Linked DNA regions of Mus musculus: all the other regions are linked to region 4. A link is a contact called in public Hi-C and HiChIP or PLAC-seq data. All regions are on one chromosome and are shown on one strand. The core of a region is the stretch at or near the end of the contact, and the rest is flanking DNA. Distances in the headings are between cores, read along the strand shown. Region 1 holds the start of Galnt5 (polypeptide N-acetylgalactosaminyltransferase 5). Region 2 has its middle 63 kb from the start of Gm25388. Region 3 has its middle 330 kb from the start of Mir195b. Region 4 holds the start of Nr4a2 (nuclear receptor subfamily 4, group A, member 2). Region 5 has its middle 140 kb from the start of Galnt5. Region 6 has its middle 91 kb from the start of Galnt5.

Evidence for each region. Hi-C and Micro-C count contacts between places; a contact is called where the count stands out from the background. HiChIP or PLAC-seq counts read pairs in DNA pulled down with a chosen protein or histone mark.
Region 1: a contact with region 4 is called in a Hi-C map of the N1E-115 cell line, with 4 times the contacts expected there. The contact joins the promoter of Galnt5 here to the promoter of Nr4a2 in region 4. A contact is called at or near these places in 2 of 39 promoter capture datasets (hippocampal neurons and second pharyngeal arch cranial neural crest) and 1 of 484 Hi-C or Micro-C datasets (the N1E-115 cell line).
Region 2: a contact with region 4 is called in an H3K4me3 HiChIP or PLAC-seq map of embryonic basal ganglia, with 3 times the contacts expected there. The contact joins the enhancer-like site here to the promoter of Nr4a2 in region 4. A contact is called at or near these places in 14 of 39 promoter capture datasets (the 3T3-L1 cell line, the HPC-7 cell line, HPC-7-derived erythroid cells and 9 more), 5 of 484 Hi-C or Micro-C datasets (adipose-derived mesenchymal stem cells, bone marrow-derived DN2 thymocytes, cortical neurons and 2 more), 12 of 115 datasets of contacts at active chromatin or transcription factors (craniofacial prominence, embryonic basal ganglia, embryonic forebrain and 8 more) and 1 of 9 other capture datasets (embryonic stem cells).
Region 3: a contact with region 4 is called in an H3K4me3 HiChIP or PLAC-seq map of neural tube, with 5 times the contacts expected there. The contact joins the enhancer-like site here to the promoter of Nr4a2 in region 4. A contact is called at or near these places in 5 of 39 promoter capture datasets (cranial neural crest, frontonasal cranial neural crest, hippocampal neurons and 2 more), 1 of 484 Hi-C or Micro-C datasets (neural progenitor cells), 9 of 115 datasets of contacts at active chromatin or transcription factors (astrocytes, craniofacial prominence, embryonic basal ganglia and 6 more) and 1 of 9 other capture datasets (embryonic stem cells).
Region 5: an H3K4me3 HiChIP or PLAC-seq map of craniofacial prominence shows a contact between it and region 4, with 6 times the contacts expected there. The contact joins the enhancer-like site here to the promoter of Nr4a2 in region 4. A contact is called at or near these places in 7 of 39 promoter capture datasets (cranial neural crest, embryonic stem cells, frontonasal cranial neural crest and 4 more), 5 of 484 Hi-C or Micro-C datasets (cardiomyocytes, cerebellum, cranial neural crest and 2 more), 13 of 115 datasets of contacts at active chromatin or transcription factors (bone marrow-derived macrophages, craniofacial prominence, embryonic forebrain and 10 more) and 1 of 9 other capture datasets (embryonic stem cells).
Region 6: a Hi-C map of cerebellum shows a contact between it and region 4, with 2.7 times the contacts expected there. The contact joins the enhancer-like site here to the promoter of Nr4a2 in region 4. A contact is called at or near these places in 13 of 39 promoter capture datasets (the 3T3-L1 cell line, 3T3-L1-derived adipocytes, the C10 cell line and 8 more), 28 of 484 Hi-C or Micro-C datasets (3T3-L1-derived adipocytes, B cells, Sertoli cells and 17 more), 16 of 115 datasets of contacts at active chromatin or transcription factors (the NIH/3T3 cell line, acute myeloid leukemia, astrocytes and 12 more) and 1 of 9 other capture datasets (embryonic stem cells).

The regions. Positions count from the first base shown.
Region 1 is chr2:57,996,849-57,999,548 of GRCm38.p6, forward strand. It overlaps Galnt5 (polypeptide N-acetylgalactosaminyltransferase 5), which reads left to right and starts at 1,307. Exons shown (of 10, transcript NM_172855.3): 1 at 1,307-2,700. The coding sequence starts at 1,542. All of the region lies in intron 1 of Gm33594 (a long non-coding RNA gene), which reads right to left.
Region 2 is chr2:57,715,780-57,718,532 of GRCm38.p6, forward strand. No RefSeq gene overlaps it. Among named protein-coding and RNA genes, the nearest start is that of Gm25388, 63 kb to the left of the region's middle. Within about 2 kb of position 1,397, at least 4 of the 459 cell types and tissues checked have an H3K27ac peak or open chromatin away from gene starts, as enhancers often do. A contact at or near this core is called in embryonic basal ganglia, where this site is marked.
Region 3 is chr2:56,453,412-56,456,111 of GRCm38.p6, forward strand. No RefSeq gene overlaps it. Among named protein-coding and RNA genes, the nearest start is that of Mir195b, 330 kb to the right of the region's middle. Within about 2 kb of position 1,275, at least 10 of the 459 cell types and tissues checked have an H3K27ac peak or open chromatin away from gene starts, as enhancers often do. A contact at or near this core is called in neural tube, where this site is marked.
Region 4 is chr2:57,113,761-57,116,460 of GRCm38.p6, forward strand. Nr4a2 (nuclear receptor subfamily 4, group A, member 2) reads right to left here and starts at 1,278. Exons shown (of 8, transcript NM_013613.2): 1 at 958-1,278.
Region 5 is chr2:57,855,563-57,858,343 of GRCm38.p6, forward strand. No RefSeq gene overlaps it. Among named protein-coding and RNA genes, the nearest start is that of Galnt5, 140 kb to the right of the region's middle. Within about 2 kb of position 1,404, at least 18 of the 459 cell types and tissues checked have an H3K27ac peak or open chromatin away from gene starts, as enhancers often do. A contact at or near this core is called in craniofacial prominence, heart atrium, myocytes and 1 more, where this site is marked.
Region 6 is chr2:57,905,607-57,908,306 of GRCm38.p6, forward strand. No RefSeq gene overlaps it. Among named protein-coding and RNA genes, the nearest start is that of Galnt5, 91 kb to the right of the region's middle. Within about 2 kb of position 1,400, at least 9 of the 459 cell types and tissues checked have an H3K27ac peak or open chromatin away from gene starts, as enhancers often do. A contact at or near this core is called in cerebellar granule neurons, cerebellum and hippocampal neurons, where this site is marked.

The DNA of each region.
Region 1 (2,700 bases), core at 57-2,556, 880 kb after region 4:
ACCTTTTGTCTTTCTCTCTGCTTCCTGACTGCAGTTGATACATTGTGACCACAAGACTGGATTTGCTATGCCATATTGCACCCTCCAACTGTATCGAAAGTGAGCCATCTTTCCTTAAACTGCTTCTGCCAGATGACAATAATAAGAAAAATGGATAGAAGAGGACTTCTGAGTGATTTAAAGATCAAATCTATGAAGAAACTACTGGCCTTCCCGTTTCCCAGAATTTCCCAGAGTCTAGACAAAGTCTTGGCACAATAGTCAAGCTATTGGTCCATGACTTAGTAAATACAGATTTGGGAGTGTGTCCTAATCCATTCAAGTTTCTATTTAATATTACCATAGACTGAGTGGTCTATACTCAATATGAATTAATTTCTCACAGTTTTGGAGGCTAAGGCATTCAAAAAGAACAGATATGGTTTCTTCAAGAGTCCCTCTTGTTGGGCCCTCACATGGTGAAAGGGGCAAGGCATCTCACTGAGCTCACTTATAAGGACACTAATCTAATATCTAAGGGCTGCTCCTCCCTTATCTCAGCACATTCCAAAGACTTTACTTGCTAATATCACCCTACTGGTGATTAGGGTTTCCACATTGAATTTGGTGGGGACACAAACATTCAGATCATAGCAAAGTGCCCTGAATTTTATAGGAATATTACAAAATGTATCAGTTTATTAAGGCTAAGAATTGGAGAAAAAAAAGATGGACTAATGTAAAAAAGAGTAGCTGACCTACTTACTTAAAAAGATTTCTGTACCTGTTGGTAGAAGCCTCCAAAATAGCTAAACACCCCTCTCTGGCAATTACGCTATAAGATACCCCCTTTTTTAAGCCATTAACCTCTTAGAGCTGAAACATTAAGGTCAAGAATTAATTGATTGCTCCAAGTAAGTACTCAAGTATCTGGGTACCACAGGGTTAATGTGTAAGAGTGGGGTAGGAGGGGTTACAAACCAGGAACACATGTCCTCTAAGTTAGTTTGCTTTCTGTTTAATTGCCCTTAAAACACATACTCTCTCACATAGCACAGAAGGTGAGAGCTGAAGGAAGTTTGCTGGGTAATGGCTTGAAAGGTTTTCCTTCTGAGACATGGTGTTGAGTTACAGCATGCAGCGAACTGGGAGGAGAGAAGCTGCTGGCTGCAGCCCCAGCCTAGTCCCACGTTTTCTTGTTTTCTTGGGCTGGAAGGAAGATGGACATGAGCCCTGTGAGACAAGATGCAGTGAAACTGTCCTGCAGCTGCAGCTGACTGCTCCGGGAGCCACCTGGAGCCAGTGTATACTAGGGTTTAGCCAGGGCCAGGGAGCGGGCACAAATACTTTGCTGTGAAATGCCACGCAGGCAGAGAGTGACAGGCAGTCAGTAAGAGCTGAGCTTTTCCCCCTTGGACAGCTATTTCCTGCTTGGTTCCGACGAGAGGGGCCTTGCTCCTACTGCTGCTGCTGTTGCTGCTACTACTACTGCTGTTGCTACCTCAACTCTCTCTCTCCACTCCAGGTAAGCAGAGCGCAAGCTGCAAGTCAGCCTTTGTACGATGAACAAGATCCGAAAGTTTTTCCGAGGAAGTGGGCGAGTCTTGGCATTTATATTTGCAGCGTCTGTCATCTGGTTGCTCTTTGACATGGCAGCTCTCCGCCTCTCATTCAGTGAGATCAACGCAGGGCTACTCAAAGAAGATATCATAAGGAGGGAACATACGGGATTCAGAGTTGAGCCAGACCAAGTGAAGGTCCTTTACACCAGCATCAGAGGGATGGGGCTGCCTCGGAATGGAGCGTGGGGTAAGGAGAACTTTAGAAAAGCTGAGAACCATGAACTCAAGGTTGAGGAGAATATGGACCAAGTCCAGAGGAAAGGGAAAATGCAGAACCTCCTGGGAAGGAGAAAGGCTGTGCCTTTGTGGCATCTTGCACATCTGCAAACCCTCCCAGTGACAATTCCCATGCAGAAGACCCAGGGGAGAGATAGCAAGCCTGAAGTCTCCTCCCAATACATGATGTCCAAGTGGATGACAGTGTTAGAGTCTGAGAAGACCCCATTCACAGCTTCAAGAGGAGTTCCATTGACCAAAATAGCAGGACGTACAGAAACCTTCGATAAAAAACAAGAGGCCCCCCAAAATTATAATGTCAGCAGCGATACATCAAAGCAAGCATCTGAAAGGACCCTGAATATGACCATCAGTGTCAAGACTGATAGATCAAAGCAAAAATCACAGACAGTAACAAAATTGAGGATGCACTTTGCCAGCCCACCAATCCTGAAATCTGAGGAAGTCACAGTCATAAAGAAAGCTGAGGCTCAGAGCAAAGACCTAAAACATGAAGCCCTTAAAGCGCTACCACTTCTTAAGTTCATTGCAGATATGGGTCATTTAAAGAACCAATCTACAAATGAGACACAGTTGGGAAGATTGCCAGAAGATGATGCAGCCAAAGTGGCGCCAGGGAAGAAACTTAATTTCTCTGAAAGTCATGTTGTGATTATAACTAAAGAGGAAGAACTGAAGACAGACACCAAAGAGGTACCTAATTCTAAAACCCAAACTGTGTTTCCTAAATTACTGGGTGGAAGTCCACATAAACAAATCCCCAGAAATCAAAGCAAGACGTCATCCTCTCCCCCAGCTCTGAAGAAAGCAGTGTCTCAGTCCAAGCCCACCATATCTGGGGGACTCCATACAGCAAGAAGCA
Region 2 (2,753 bases), core at 147-2,646, 600 kb after region 4:
TCTTAAATGTGTGTGCATGTGTGTACTTGTGTGTGATCCGTGTGTGCGCATGCATGTATATGTATGTACATGTGTGCTTGTGTTTGTGTGTGAATGTGTGTGTGCATGTGTGTATGTGTGTGTGTGTGTGCGTGTGGTGTGTGTGTGCGCGTGTGTGCATGTGAATGTGTGTATGTATGTGTGGGTACCAAAGGAGGCCACAAGGATCAGATCTTCCAGACCTGGTCTTAGTAGACAATGTTTGTGAGCAGCAGCCGTGGATGCTGGGAACTGAGCTTTGTCTTTTGCAAGAGTAGTATGTGCTCTTAAACACTGAGCCCTCTGCTTTTGTGGTTTTGTTTCACCTTGTGTGACAGGGAAAAGACCGTTAGTGATCTTCAGACTTTCTTCACTCTCTGAGGAAGTTTATTTTCTTCCATTGGTATCAGTAATTCAATGCCCTGCGCACCTCAGTGCAGTGATTCCTTGGAAGGTCCCTTAGAACAATAGCCATACATTCTGGCTGAATCCGCTCTTATTAACAACAGTCTTAAATTAGGAAGATAATGGGAATAAATATATATGTTGAAATAATCTGCATCTGTTTTCAATGGAGAATTTAGTTTCCTGGGACTATGATCTATGTTTTGCTTCTACTTTTTAAATTTAAGAATGCAAGGAAACAAACTATTTCTAGTGTATAAGATAAAAATGATTTTGAAAATATGAAATTAGTGCAGCATTAAATGGAACACAATTCTCCATGAACTCAATGACCTTAACTGCTTCCTCCAAATAACTTTTATTTCCAGGGTAAACATGCATTGAGGTAATATTTTGCATATGGAAATCTTATTCTTCGAAGTGAAAAGTATGTCAGTATCAAGGTGGAATAACAAAATGGCTTCTTAACAGTCCTACACATACCAATAAATCACAGGGAATACTCCCTCCCTTTCCCTAGTGGGATAAACATGGTTTGTCACATTTGGAGAATTTTGTATATTGTAGGAATAATCAGAACACATTGTTAGCTCCAATTTTCCATCATTTATTCTTCAGTGCCAAACAAAAGCAAACCTTACCTCCCAGCTTAGTCATGGGTAGAAAGAGAATTTGCCTTTTAATGGAAGCTGGTGTTTGAAAAAGAGGCTGTTCAAAGTGTGTGCACGGAGGGTGGGGGCACTGTTCCTATTAATGCACGATAGTTCATTGTGCTTACTAATGCTATGGAAAAGCCTCTTTAAAAATCCTTTTCATGGCAGCATATTTTGCATAGGCTTATATTAAAACTCAGGCTACTGTTTGCCAGTGGAAACACGACAGCCAATCTCAAAGTCAGTTTGAATGAGAGCTAGACCAAGCAGACAAGGACAGATCCTTTATCCATCTGATATGTCATGCCAACAAATGGCTTTTTTTGTGCACTCTGTCAGTGTCTTAATCAGTGTCGACAGCCCCCAGCTCTGACTCAGCTCTGAAAGCTATTCTCACACTTAATCCTTCAACTCGCATACGTTGTAGAGACACTCAGACAAGGCATGATAGTACACATGATTTACACGCTTCTGTCAATTCCTGGATTTGTCACACATCAAAACCACACAAGACGGATCTCTTCCCATTGCTGTCTAAGATGCTTAAAGGATCGCTTACAGAGTTCATACTTCTAATTTCCTGATAGAGATATTTACTGTGACTTGTTCCCACGATAATTTAGGAAATCCTCAAATTGCTCTATTAGTGTCTTAGTAACCAGGATCTCAAACACAGATATCTGTATGTAAATTGTTTTCTTGTTCCATTTGAGTATTAGATATATGCAGATTATCACACAGAGTTATAAAAATTAGAGTTCATAGATGCTTAAGATGCTTAGTTTATTTATTGAGCTTTTTTAGCCACGTGAATTTAAAGCCTTTGGCTAATTTTTGCATATGATCAAATAAGATTTTACCTATAACTTGTCATTCTTTCCATATATATCAGACTGAAATTACATTATGTAGGTGAAAGCTCTATCACAGGACATTGTTCATTTATTAGGTAGATCTAAATATAGATTGACATGTATGTTTCTTTAATAATGGACCCCAGAACTTCACAGTAGGATTAAATTTGGAGTATTTACATTTTGCTTTTTGTTATTATTATCTTTAATCTTTTTTTTTTTACAGTCCAGTCGTTATCCCTCTCCCGTTCTGCCCTCCAACAGTTGCTCACTCCATTTCTCCTCCCCCATCTCCAAAAGGATGTTCTCACACACTGTGCCAGGCCTCCCTATCTCCTGGGGCCTTAAGTCTCTCAAGGGTTAGGTGTGTCTTCTCTCATTGAGGCCAGACTAGACAGTTCTCTGCTATATTTTGCTTCTTCAGGGATAAAGAAACTCATGACTGAGAAAGAAGGAGCTTATTTTACCTACTCAGTAGTGTAAAGATAACACAAGTAAATGAAGGATGTAGATGAAGTAATGGAAGGATCTACAGATTGAAAACTGTAACTGTAAAATAAATATTCACAAATAAAATGCTTGCTATATTACTAAAACTCGGTTCTTACAATTTTACCATTTACACTGAAATCCTTCCTCACCCACCTAAGAAAGCCTGGCAAATTTTCTTAATCACCCTGTGCCTCAGATTCCATCAGTAGAGATTGCCCTGCAGGTATGCAGTGAAGACGGGTTAGAGGTGTCACAAAGCTGACACCAGCAGCAGCCTACAGGAGAATGTGTTTATGCCATTAAAGCTATTCATGTTTAAGTGGTAATAAAA
Region 3 (2,700 bases), core at 25-2,524, 660 kb before region 4:
AATTGTTTCCAGGAATTAAAAAATCCAAAGCATTTATTGTTTTTAACAAAATCTACACAATTTATTTCCAGCAGTAAATAGTGTAAATGGAATTTCAGATGACGCCAGAGTCACAACTGTGAACGCAGGAATTAATAGCTTCACCTTTTGAAAGATCATCTTCTGTAATTTTTAATTTATAATTTCAAAATCTATATAAGAACATTTAGTATCATAGAAATGTTTAATTCAGTGTATCCCAAATTCATTAATCCATGAACTACATTTCTCTCATGTTAACATTTATAAATATCTTTCACAGGACGTATATTTTTATATTAAATGAATCATGCAGCAGTTAATAAAGCTTCAGAGAAACTAACGTGCTTCTTTTTTTTTTTTTCTAATCTGTGGCATTCTTTGCCCTCTTAGCTCTCAGCACGTTTCTTGAATCTTAGATACCATTTTACATGAAGACAATTTCTAAAAAGCAAAATATAACTGTCTAATTAAGGGCTATGTGATTGGCTAGTTCGTGGTCTCTGCGACAGTTGTGACAAATACACATATTGGCACAGCCCTAACCTCACTTCACAGTTTGCAACACAAAGATGGTATTTTCAGAGATGTGGATAGCGCCCTGATGCAAAGCTTCACCTTGGCTGCTGCTATTCCATTTAATTTTTTATTAACTGCCTGAGCATATGCCATTCTAGAAGAGGGTAATAGTTACAAAATGTCAGCAGAAACATTTAAACTGCTAAAATGTAAATGATTTTATAAATTTGTAATGAAAGGTAATTGTCATGTGGGAAAAGTAACAGAGAAACAGCTATGTGTAAATGTAAAAGTGGTTAAAAATACATCTTATTGGTTGGACGTAGGAAAAGCTAAGTGTATTTTAATGAGTACTGTAAGTAGTATTTAAATAAAATTAGATTCATAAGCAGAAATGTGAATTCTATAATATTTTATTTTCTAACATTAGAAAAGTTCATAATAATGACAAGAACTCATAGGACTTTAGTGTGCTGAATTCTATAAACAGTAGGACATGGAAATGTTTCATCTCATTAAAAGAACAAATAAATCAAAGAACCATAATATAAATACAAAGTCGAGTGTCAGGATGGTAGCTTTAAAAGCACAATATTCAAATATGATTAGTTTATTGCTTGAATTTTCACTATGATTTAAAAAAATTAGTGATTACTCCCTTCAGCAACACAGTGCTGGGTCAGCGCTCTTAGATATGTCAGGAGCAAGAGCGGCCAAGGCATGCAGCGTTTCCCCAGCCACCACGCAGCAAGCACCTTCCAGTTAGGTTTGCGGGCAACCATCTTTAAATGCTTGAGCCGCTCTGCTTGGCCGTGACAAGATTTGCAATTCTCTACGTTTATTTACACACCATCACCCCAACTAGACATCACATAGAAGTGGCATGGTCACAGCTGACCCCAGGGTAGTCCCTGTCTCTGCCGATCCAATTTCATCCTGCTCTGCAATTGAACAGCATCCACTGAGGAGAATGCATGCACAGGACTCCGTGCCACAATAAAATTAGCAGTAGCTTGTCACAGGGCATTTTCCTGCTTTACAGTGACAGACCCCGGACAAATAGGTCTGCTTTCCAGAAATCCACAGAGGCCTGGCTCTCTTGAAATGTATATGAGCCCAGCATGCTTATGCTACAGTAGTCTATATGGTAAACCGGTTATTTGAGAGTTAGAGAACAGTGTTAAAGCTGCAGCCTGGCTAGTGTTTTCTGGTTCCTCTTCACAGTTTTCAGGGACTTTAATTACATTTGAATAGACTACTTATTTTGGGTTTGTTGAAAGAGAGCGTCTGTTAAGGAGTGGTAACTGAGATAAATTTATTCTTACTTCAGGGGAAAGACTTGCTGCTCTGATTTACAGTATTTTGAAAGCAAAACTTTAAAGACTATTTTCTTTCCCAGTTTGGTGTGAGTAAATAAGTCAGAAGTCACAAGTAAGCATCTTGGAGTGGTTTTGTATGAACAAAAATTAGTTCTATGATAAGTATAAGCTGTTTAAGAGCATTACATTTAAAATGTATTTATAAAAGAGTTTCGATCTTTTGTTCACGAGGTGTTTTAAAAATAATGTAAGAGGTAGGTAAATATTACTGATTGTAAGTAGAAAATATTTTAAATAGACTGCATTTTGCAACCTGGCTTAAAGTCGTTTTATTCAATATTCTGTACAGCTCTGAACATCAAACACTCTCAGAAGCTCTGGGATCATTTTATATTCTCTGGAAGACAGAAAGAAATCCAAAACCTAGTTAAATAAATTGTTCATTTATTCCTTCCCTTTTATGCACCAAGATCTACATGTGGTCATTAATTATAAAGAGACTATTATAGCACCATATTTTCATTCAATATGATGTCCTGGTATATATCAAAGAAGTCCCATAATTAAAACAGAAGGGCCACAATGACAATTAAAATTACAATCTATATGAGGAAAGAAAGTACAGTTCTGCAATTTTTCACCCTGTCACTGTCAGCTGTGTAGAATATTCTGGTCACGTCTCTTGCAAAGCAGCCTAAATTCTTCTTCACCAATGCAACCGCAAAAGCATTATCAGCACCGAGGCAAAAGCCTATGCAAGTATAATTTAATACGAAGCCACAGTTTGCAGGTAATAGCGTATAAAGTGATATTTAAGTGGTGTTTTAAGCACACTTCTGATGGC
Region 4 (2,700 bases), core at 28-2,527:
ATATTACGCATATGATATTGGCACCAAAGTTAGAAGCACTTCTCAGCACAGCAAACTGGACACCTTCTCCACAATGCTTTCCACAGGCTGCCTACTTGCTGGGACAAGGCATTCTTGTGTCCTAGCTATTTTTTTTTTCAGATGTTCCCACTTGCAAGGCATTCTAGAGCATAGACGATCTTGTTGATAAAGTAAAGAAACCTGAACACCCTCTCCTTTGCTCCCTCCCCTCTCCGCCCCCCCCCCCACTTCTTCCACAATCTTGCTTTGCTTCAAGGAGCGGAGAAGGTTAACAAGACAAACCAGAGGACTTTTGCTTTATCTCCCCACCCCCATCCGCCGCCGCCCTTGAAAATATGTCTGTTCTGGATATTAACCCGTGGCTATGTCACAGTTTCATAACCGTATTCTTTACCTCACGCACACACTGACACACTATCCAAGGACAACATATATCAAAACCAGTCATTTCAGGCAACTTCGCTACAGGACCCTCTACCGACACTACCCTTACTCGACGATATCCGGGAAACCTCCACCAGCGGGCGAGCCGAGCGACACTGTTCCCAAGCAACACGTAAACTTTCTCTCCCGGACTGTTTCCCACATGTTCGCGAGATGGAGCCTCCTCAAGCCACAATCAATTTCACACCAAGAGCAAACTTTGCGCACATCTCCACCGGCAAGTCCGCTTCTCCTAAAACTGTGGGAGTCCCCTTGCCACATCCACCAATGAGAAGCCTGGAAACCTCTGCCGGCAGCCAACTCCCCCCCCTTTACGCTAGCACCGGAGTTCCAGCAGAGGCTCGGCGGAGCTGCGCGCGCCCACTCGCCATCCCCCTTCCCCAGCCCCTTCGCGCTCCGCGGCTCGGGCGACCACTTGCAGAGAACCCGTTCCCTGGTACGCGGAGACCGGGAGGACGCGTGACCGCGGGCGGCCCCGCCGCAGCTACTCACTTGTCCGCTCTCTTCATTCATTCAACTCCGCCGAAGTGCAGTTCCCTCCGGGAGCAGAGGAGCCCGGGTCCGCGGGAGCGCTGCGGAAGCGGGGCGCGGAGAGCCACACGCAGCCAGCCCGGCCGCAGGAGAGGGAGGCAGCCAGCGGGGCCGGAGAGAGGGACGCGGAGCTGTGCGGAGCCGCGGGGCGGACTGGCCCTGGCCGCCAATGTGCCTTTGTTTATGTGGCTCGAGCTGCTGCTGCCAACATGCACCTAAAGTCTGCGCGCGTCAGCCCGCGTCAGCGGCCCGCGGTCCAATCGCCGAGCCGCCGCGCTCCCCGGACTCCTGGCCCGCGCTCGCTTTGGTATATTTCCGACCTGACGTCACGACTGGGGCTGATTTTAAGGTGGGAACGGTTCACCTTGGTAGCCCACTTGGGTGGATTTTTTTTTTTTCCGAAAGAAGTGTGACTTCTGCAACCCAGGTCCGTGAAGTCCGTGGTGATGCTACGCTCCACCTGCCCCTCCCCCGCCCCAGACCTTGCGTCCTCACACGTGGGGAGGGTGCAACAAAAGCTTGAACGGAAAAGAACACTCGCGTGGGCCAGGTAGCTAGCACCTGGGCCGAGAGGGCAGAGGTGTGCCTTGCAGCTCCCCAACATACCCTCCTCACACCCTTTAGCAGAAGTGGAGACAGTTGTCCCGTGGCTCGTAACTCTCCAAAGACTTGGGCGTTAGATGGGATTCCCCTAGTCCGTGCATCCCCCTTCTCCCTTTTTAAAAACCCACTCTTCCTCCCGCTTCGAAGGATGAGAGGTCAGGCCCTTTCCCCTTCTTTACAGAAACTAAAAAGACGTACTATCTAAAGCAATGTGGGAGGAAGGAGGGTAGACAGTGAGCCAAGTCTTAGAGGACCCCACAAGTAGGAGTGAACTGTTGCCAGCTTTCTCTCGCAGACAATACATTAAAGGATCCGGCAACAGGTGCGCCTCCAGCCCAGAGGTGATCTGAACCATCGCCCCCAAGCCCCTCGGTCAACTCTTGACAGAGTTGACATTTCGCTGTGCCCACCAAGCCCTTCAGTCCCTTTCACAGGTTTCTGAAACGCAGGGGCTGTCGTGCCTGCAACCAAGAAGAAAGCATGGAGGGAGAAGCAGCAAGGGGAGTGGAGCTCGAGGCGGGGTGGGTCTCGCCCAAAACGGAGAGTATGTGCCCATTGCCCCAGCCCAGGGTCCGGGTGAACTGTGGGAGCGTGCCCTACCCCCGCGTTCCTCTCAATCGCCTCCAGCTCCGCTCTGCAAGACAATCCGCTCCCCCTCCTCCCAAGCGCGTGGATCTTTCTAGCAAAGGAATCGCAGATCCTCCAGAGGGCTAACCCTACTCCCAGTACCCCCGTGAAGCTGGCCAGACAGGCCTCTTCGGGTTTCTCTCAAGACCAGGAAGGGACTGAGGCCAAGGGAGAGCGACTTTGTAGGGTCCCCTTCTTCTCCCAGGACAGCGCTCCTCCTCCCCTTCTCCCGAGCGTTGGCTCGCTCCCAAGCTACCCGGGCGAGCGGTGTGTGTGTGTGTGTGTGTGTGTGTGTGTGTGTGTGTGTGTGTGTGTGCGCGTGCGTGTGTGTGTGTGTGTGTGTGTGTGTGTGTGTGCAATATACACCTCGGCCCCCTCTCGGTGATCCTAACACCCCGGGAGAACACCGCGGAACTCTCGGGGTTGTGGGGTTGCTCATTCCTAGCCTGCACCTCCGCCTTTGCCAGCTCCAAG
Region 5 (2,781 bases), core at 154-2,653, 740 kb after region 4:
ACTTACAATAGATCTGTACACAAAAACACCAAAACGTCCACTAGAAAACCTATTTGGAATTATGGGATCAACCTATAGATTCCCAGTGTATAGGCACCACTGTGCACTGGTCATTTTGTTATTAGAGTAGTTAATGATACCTTGGTTATTTTGTTGGCTGTTGTTATGTAAAGCTCTATTTGATCCCAATTGTTCAGAGACCTCAAGCCTCTTGAAAGGTCAATGTGAATTCTTACTAAAACAAATACATCACCCCTGTACTTTCAAATTGTCATCTCTGATGATTAACTTTGAGGGCTATGATTAATTATTGCTCACTACCTATGTTTCTAGGACCTTCTAAGTTTTATTTTTAATAATTCTTCGTCTCAGGTGAATTTCTTTCTTTCTCTTAACAGTAACAGCTGGATAGACGCACTAGGGTGAGGATGATTGACACCAGGACTATTATTTTTTTGAGCTTTAATTAGTTTACTCTGAAATTAGCTTGGATGCTCCTACATACGTAGAGAGAGTCTAATGCTCTTAGATGTGAACTCAGTACCAGAGAAGCATAAATGGGACACTTGTTCTCCAAAAGAATAAGAGAGAGGGTGGTTGAGGTCAACACCTGCCACAGACATGCACGCAATCATTATGATGAAACTTGTGAACTTATATCATTAGACCGGATAATAAAATTACTTTAAAATTAAAAAGAAATAAAAACAAAAATCCCTGGATTTCGAGTTTAAGTGCTGCGAGAGTTGGATGAATATTTTAAAAATATGAGCAGGTCACTTTGAAGTTTCAGGTAGTGTGTAAGAAGGACAACCAGGAGTGTGTTGTCACTGTTGCTGACAACTACGTGGAACACAGTTCTAGAGAGGACATACTAAATTACTGAGCCTCAAAGTAGAATGCACGAACCCATATTATTAAGTGTGCCATCTCCTGTCCTTAGGAAGGATTTTGTTTAGAAAGTTTGAGAAACGCAGTAAACTGTTTTTCCCCCTTCCTTGAAGAATATCAGGAAATCTCATATGCTCTAATACATTTGCATTCCTAAACAAATGGAAGTCAGATAAACAATTTAAAAATGATTATTCATGCCCTAGGAAGCCATGTTACCCTGGAGTGCCATTAAAAGGTCAACCATTGCCTCAGACTCTGCAGTGTACACCCTGACCTGGAAGCACCATTGATAATGACCCCACAGCTGCAGGACTTGAAGACTTAATCATCTGACATACAAGCAGCCCGGGGGCATCCATAGCTGGCATTTTCCTCTGTGAGATGTACACAAACAATATGCATTTTAAACAATTCAGAGCACCAGTGCTTAAAATAGACCTGGCACGGCGCACGGCCCCAGGCGCCGCTTCTCACCACCTCAGCTCTCACTCCAAGGCACACGCCAGGAATGTGGGGCTGGCTGCTGCGGCAGCTGGAACCAGAAACCACACAGATGACTGGCTTCTCTCCCACCCAGCAAGGCAAGCGCGTCGTGTGGATCATCAGAAACTTAATTGCAGGACGATATAACTTCAGCCCCGTTGGGAGGAAAATTTAGGTAAACCTGCCGAGATGTCAACTTTCCACGTGAAATTGGAATTGAAAATGTATGCTTAAAATGTATTTTAACATTATTATTGTTATCTAAAGTGCTAGAGATACAAGGAGGGCTTCACACATGATAGGCGACTGCTTTGAACCTTGAGCCATATCCCCAACCCCTGAATAAAATATCACGATTGCCATCTTCCTTTAAGGTGTGTCAGTGTTCTTTTAGGGTTACTCTATCTGTGGTAGAGACTCACCTAAGACCTGTGGAGAAACTGAACAACGATAGAATCAAGGCTGGAAAGAGCTAGAATATGCTTCCTTCCTGCCTTCCTCCCTCAGCCCCTCCCTTCCTCCCTCCTTCCTCCCTTGTCTTCTGAGACAGGGACTATTATATAGTCTACTCTGGCTTGCAACACACTGGAAAGTAGACTGGTCTGGAACTCAGAGTGATCCTCTGGCCTCTGCATCCTGGACGCTGAGACTTTAGGTGAGACTGCCACACCCTGATACACGCTGTGTTTGCAATGTCAACGTGGAGAACAGGGTGGAATGAGTGGCTATTCTTTCGAGGAAGGAATCCAAAGATCCAATAGAAACAAACCCTGGCTTGTCAATTGAAAGTGACAATTTATCTTGCATTTATCTTGCGTGTTTACGTGTGCATTCAGACATGCCAGAGCTTACAGGTAGAAGTCACAGGGTGACTTACGAGAGTCCATTATTTCTTTGCACTCTATGAGTCCCAGGGATCAAGCTAGATTATCAAGAGGCTTGGTGGCAAGTGCCTTCACCTGCTGAGCCATCTCTCCAGTCCCAAAGCCTGTATTTTAAAATAAAGGACACATTTGTAATGTGAAAAGGAAGCTAAATTGATCAGCCCTCCCCTGTGTTACACTTCAATTTTGAACAGAATGAACGGGGAAAAAAAAACTCATTCTTCACATATGACCAGCTGAGTGACAAGTGACCTACGGTGTCACTCTGCCATCTGTGAAGTGAAGAACAGTTTGGTTTTGCATAAACACTGTAGCTCAAACCTCAGGTCTCGTAACTGAGTTCAAATGCAAGTCTCTGTATACAAGTCAACATTAGCTATAAAGGACACTTGGAAAGAGTCTCTATTAATAGGCAATAATTCAGTCATTTATTCATTCAACAAGCCTTTACTGCGTTACGTGCTATGTTTGATATGAAGAGAGTTTGGGGAGGGGATGAAGAGTTGGCCTAATATATATA
Region 6 (2,700 bases), core at 150-2,649, 790 kb after region 4:
CAATATTAAAGTTTCCTAAAGTTTCACTCACACTTTATATAAGAGTGATTAAATTGGCTCTATTAAAAAGAACTTCTTTTATTTAGGATAGGGGCTGCTGATGGAGATCTAGTTGACTTCTGCTTTAAGAATCTTTACTGAATAGACTCCAGGGCATCTGTCTTTTAGCTCTCTCATAGAAAAGGGTGGTTTATTCATTAATTCATTTAAAAAAAAATTTTGTTAAGTTATGAGTATGTGCCAGGAAATATTCTAGGTGTATTTTTCAGACACAGCAGTGGTAACAATCAACAGTAATAAAACCAGGTTAAAAAGATCTTTCCCAAGAGATTATAATCTAGTGAGTCAAAAAATAATAAACATAATGTATATAACGAAATTATATAATATGCTAAAATTATTGCTAATCTTTGAGAAACATTCTTTAATGAGATGCCTCTCCTATGCATATTTAGACTCTTACTAGGGCAGTTCCCTGGGAGGCCAACTTACTAACGCTAGATACAAGCTAGATGTGCCTCTCCAGACTTAAAAAAGTGACAAATGCCAAGCTTGTGTGGGTTTGGAGGGGGAAATGTGTATATGTGCATGCAAGTTTACATTTAAACACCTTATGGACTATTATCAAATCTTACATGGATGTCTTTAGATTTTTTTCCATGGAGTATCCTATATGCCATGCACTGCTGCCTTTCCAAAGAGTTAAGCCTTTTGAAATACGAAGAGACAGGTCATTGTGAAATGAAGCAATTCCATAAGTAATCTTTTATTCAGTCAACAGACCCATATATACAAATCACCAAAACTATAAAGGCTGGCTCAATGAGTCCTTTTTTTTTCCCATATAGGGAGTTATGGTATTCACTTAGAAAGCTAAGGAGAAATGAAATGACTTTATACTAATTCCCTTAATTTAATCACACAAAATGTCAGGACAATGTCATTTAAAGCTCTTTAATGATTTTTAAACAAATGGTCCCTGTAGCAGAAAAATAGTTGAACTAACATTGCTAACATCAATTTAATTTCTTTGGAATTGAAATATTAAATGAGCCTATCCTATCCCATTTACTTTTCAAACTGTGCTGAGGAAATACCTGAGGACCTCTCGGGAAACCCTAATAGGATCCTTCACTCTGTCCATCAGTCCAGAAGCACTATAATAATGCCTGAAATTTAGTCAATTCCACTTGATACATGGAATGAAACCATTATCACTATGCATGCCTCTCTTCAGCCTTCCTTTGTGAAAATTCCAAGCCCAATTTATCAACACCAGAAACTCACTTAGCATGGCTGCAAATTCTATATATATTTTTTCCAATGTTAATGTGAGTCATCATAGCATATCTCCTTAACCATATGTGCTAGAGCGAAGGACAGACAGTTATTTTAATATTCCTGGCCTAGAATCCTTCCCACAACAAACACATTTGATGCTCATACATGGTCCCTTTCTTGCCGACACTCATGCCTGTCAAAATGGCATGGTGCCTACTCAACATATGGACCGCTAGCTTTTCTCACTGGGGCACAGTTGCCAAAGAAATACGGGTTAAGCTGGGCACCCCGCATAGTAAAGCAGGTGACAGCTCTGCTGCTCCCCATCATGGGGGGGGGGGATGTGGCTGCAAACCCTCTAAGTGCTTGCCACTCCCTACACTGTGTAGTTTCATGAGATAGAAAAAAAGATTTGAGTCTTTAACTGGATCCCTCTACTTTTAGACAATTCCCACCTAGTACCTTTGATCCTATTACCTTCTACTCATGGATAGGAGGTCCATCTTCTGCCAAAAGCATACTATAGTTTAATAATCATTTGGAAGCACACAGTTATTAAATAAAGTAGCTAGCTAGCAAGCAAAAGAATTAGTATGTATGTGTGCATGTATGCAAGCACATACATATATGGAGAGAGAGAGAGGGAGGGAGGGAGAGAGAGAGAGAGAGAGAGAGAGAGAGAGAGAGAGAGAGAGAGAGAGAGAGAGAGAGAGAGAGAGAGAGAGAGGAAATCTGTATTGTTTCTATCCTGGCTTCTAATTTTCTACCTTCAATATACTAGGGCTGAGCAGCCCCTTCAGCACTGAGGGTTGAGATTTAAAAAAAAAAAAAAAAGATTGTTTAAGTCTTTCACAAATAGAGCTGACTCCTTACTTTTTTCCAATGAATCATTTCCTCCCTAATCAGGCTACATCCTGTTTGGTCTGTAATTTTTATTTCAAAATTTCCAAGTCAATTTTCATTTGTCCAAAAGAGTTTGTCTTGGCAGTGGCAAAAATGTATCCCTTTTCCCCAAACAAAGGCTTACACTTCATGTCTTGGGTCACTGTCATTCTATAAGAAACCTTAATAAGGTGTCTGGTCCAGTCTGTCTTTAGCACAAAGACTACAGGTAACTTATGTTTTGCCACCTTGGACAAATCCATCTATTGAAAATAGAAGCTTTCATAGTTAGTGTCTATCCTGGGCTCTAGGGCCATGAATTAGTCAATTAACAGTCACAAATGCCTGCTCTGTGTTGGGCAACTTTAGGGCAAGACTTTAAATAGCAGAGATCACCCTCCCCCAGTGTAGAAGTCCTCATCCTATCCATTTTAAAGATGATGAAGAAATCTTATTGGGCTCTGTGTGGAGTCAAGCTGGCACCATTTAAAAAGTAATAAACGTAGGTAGCATTCATTTAAAATCTTAGCATGTACT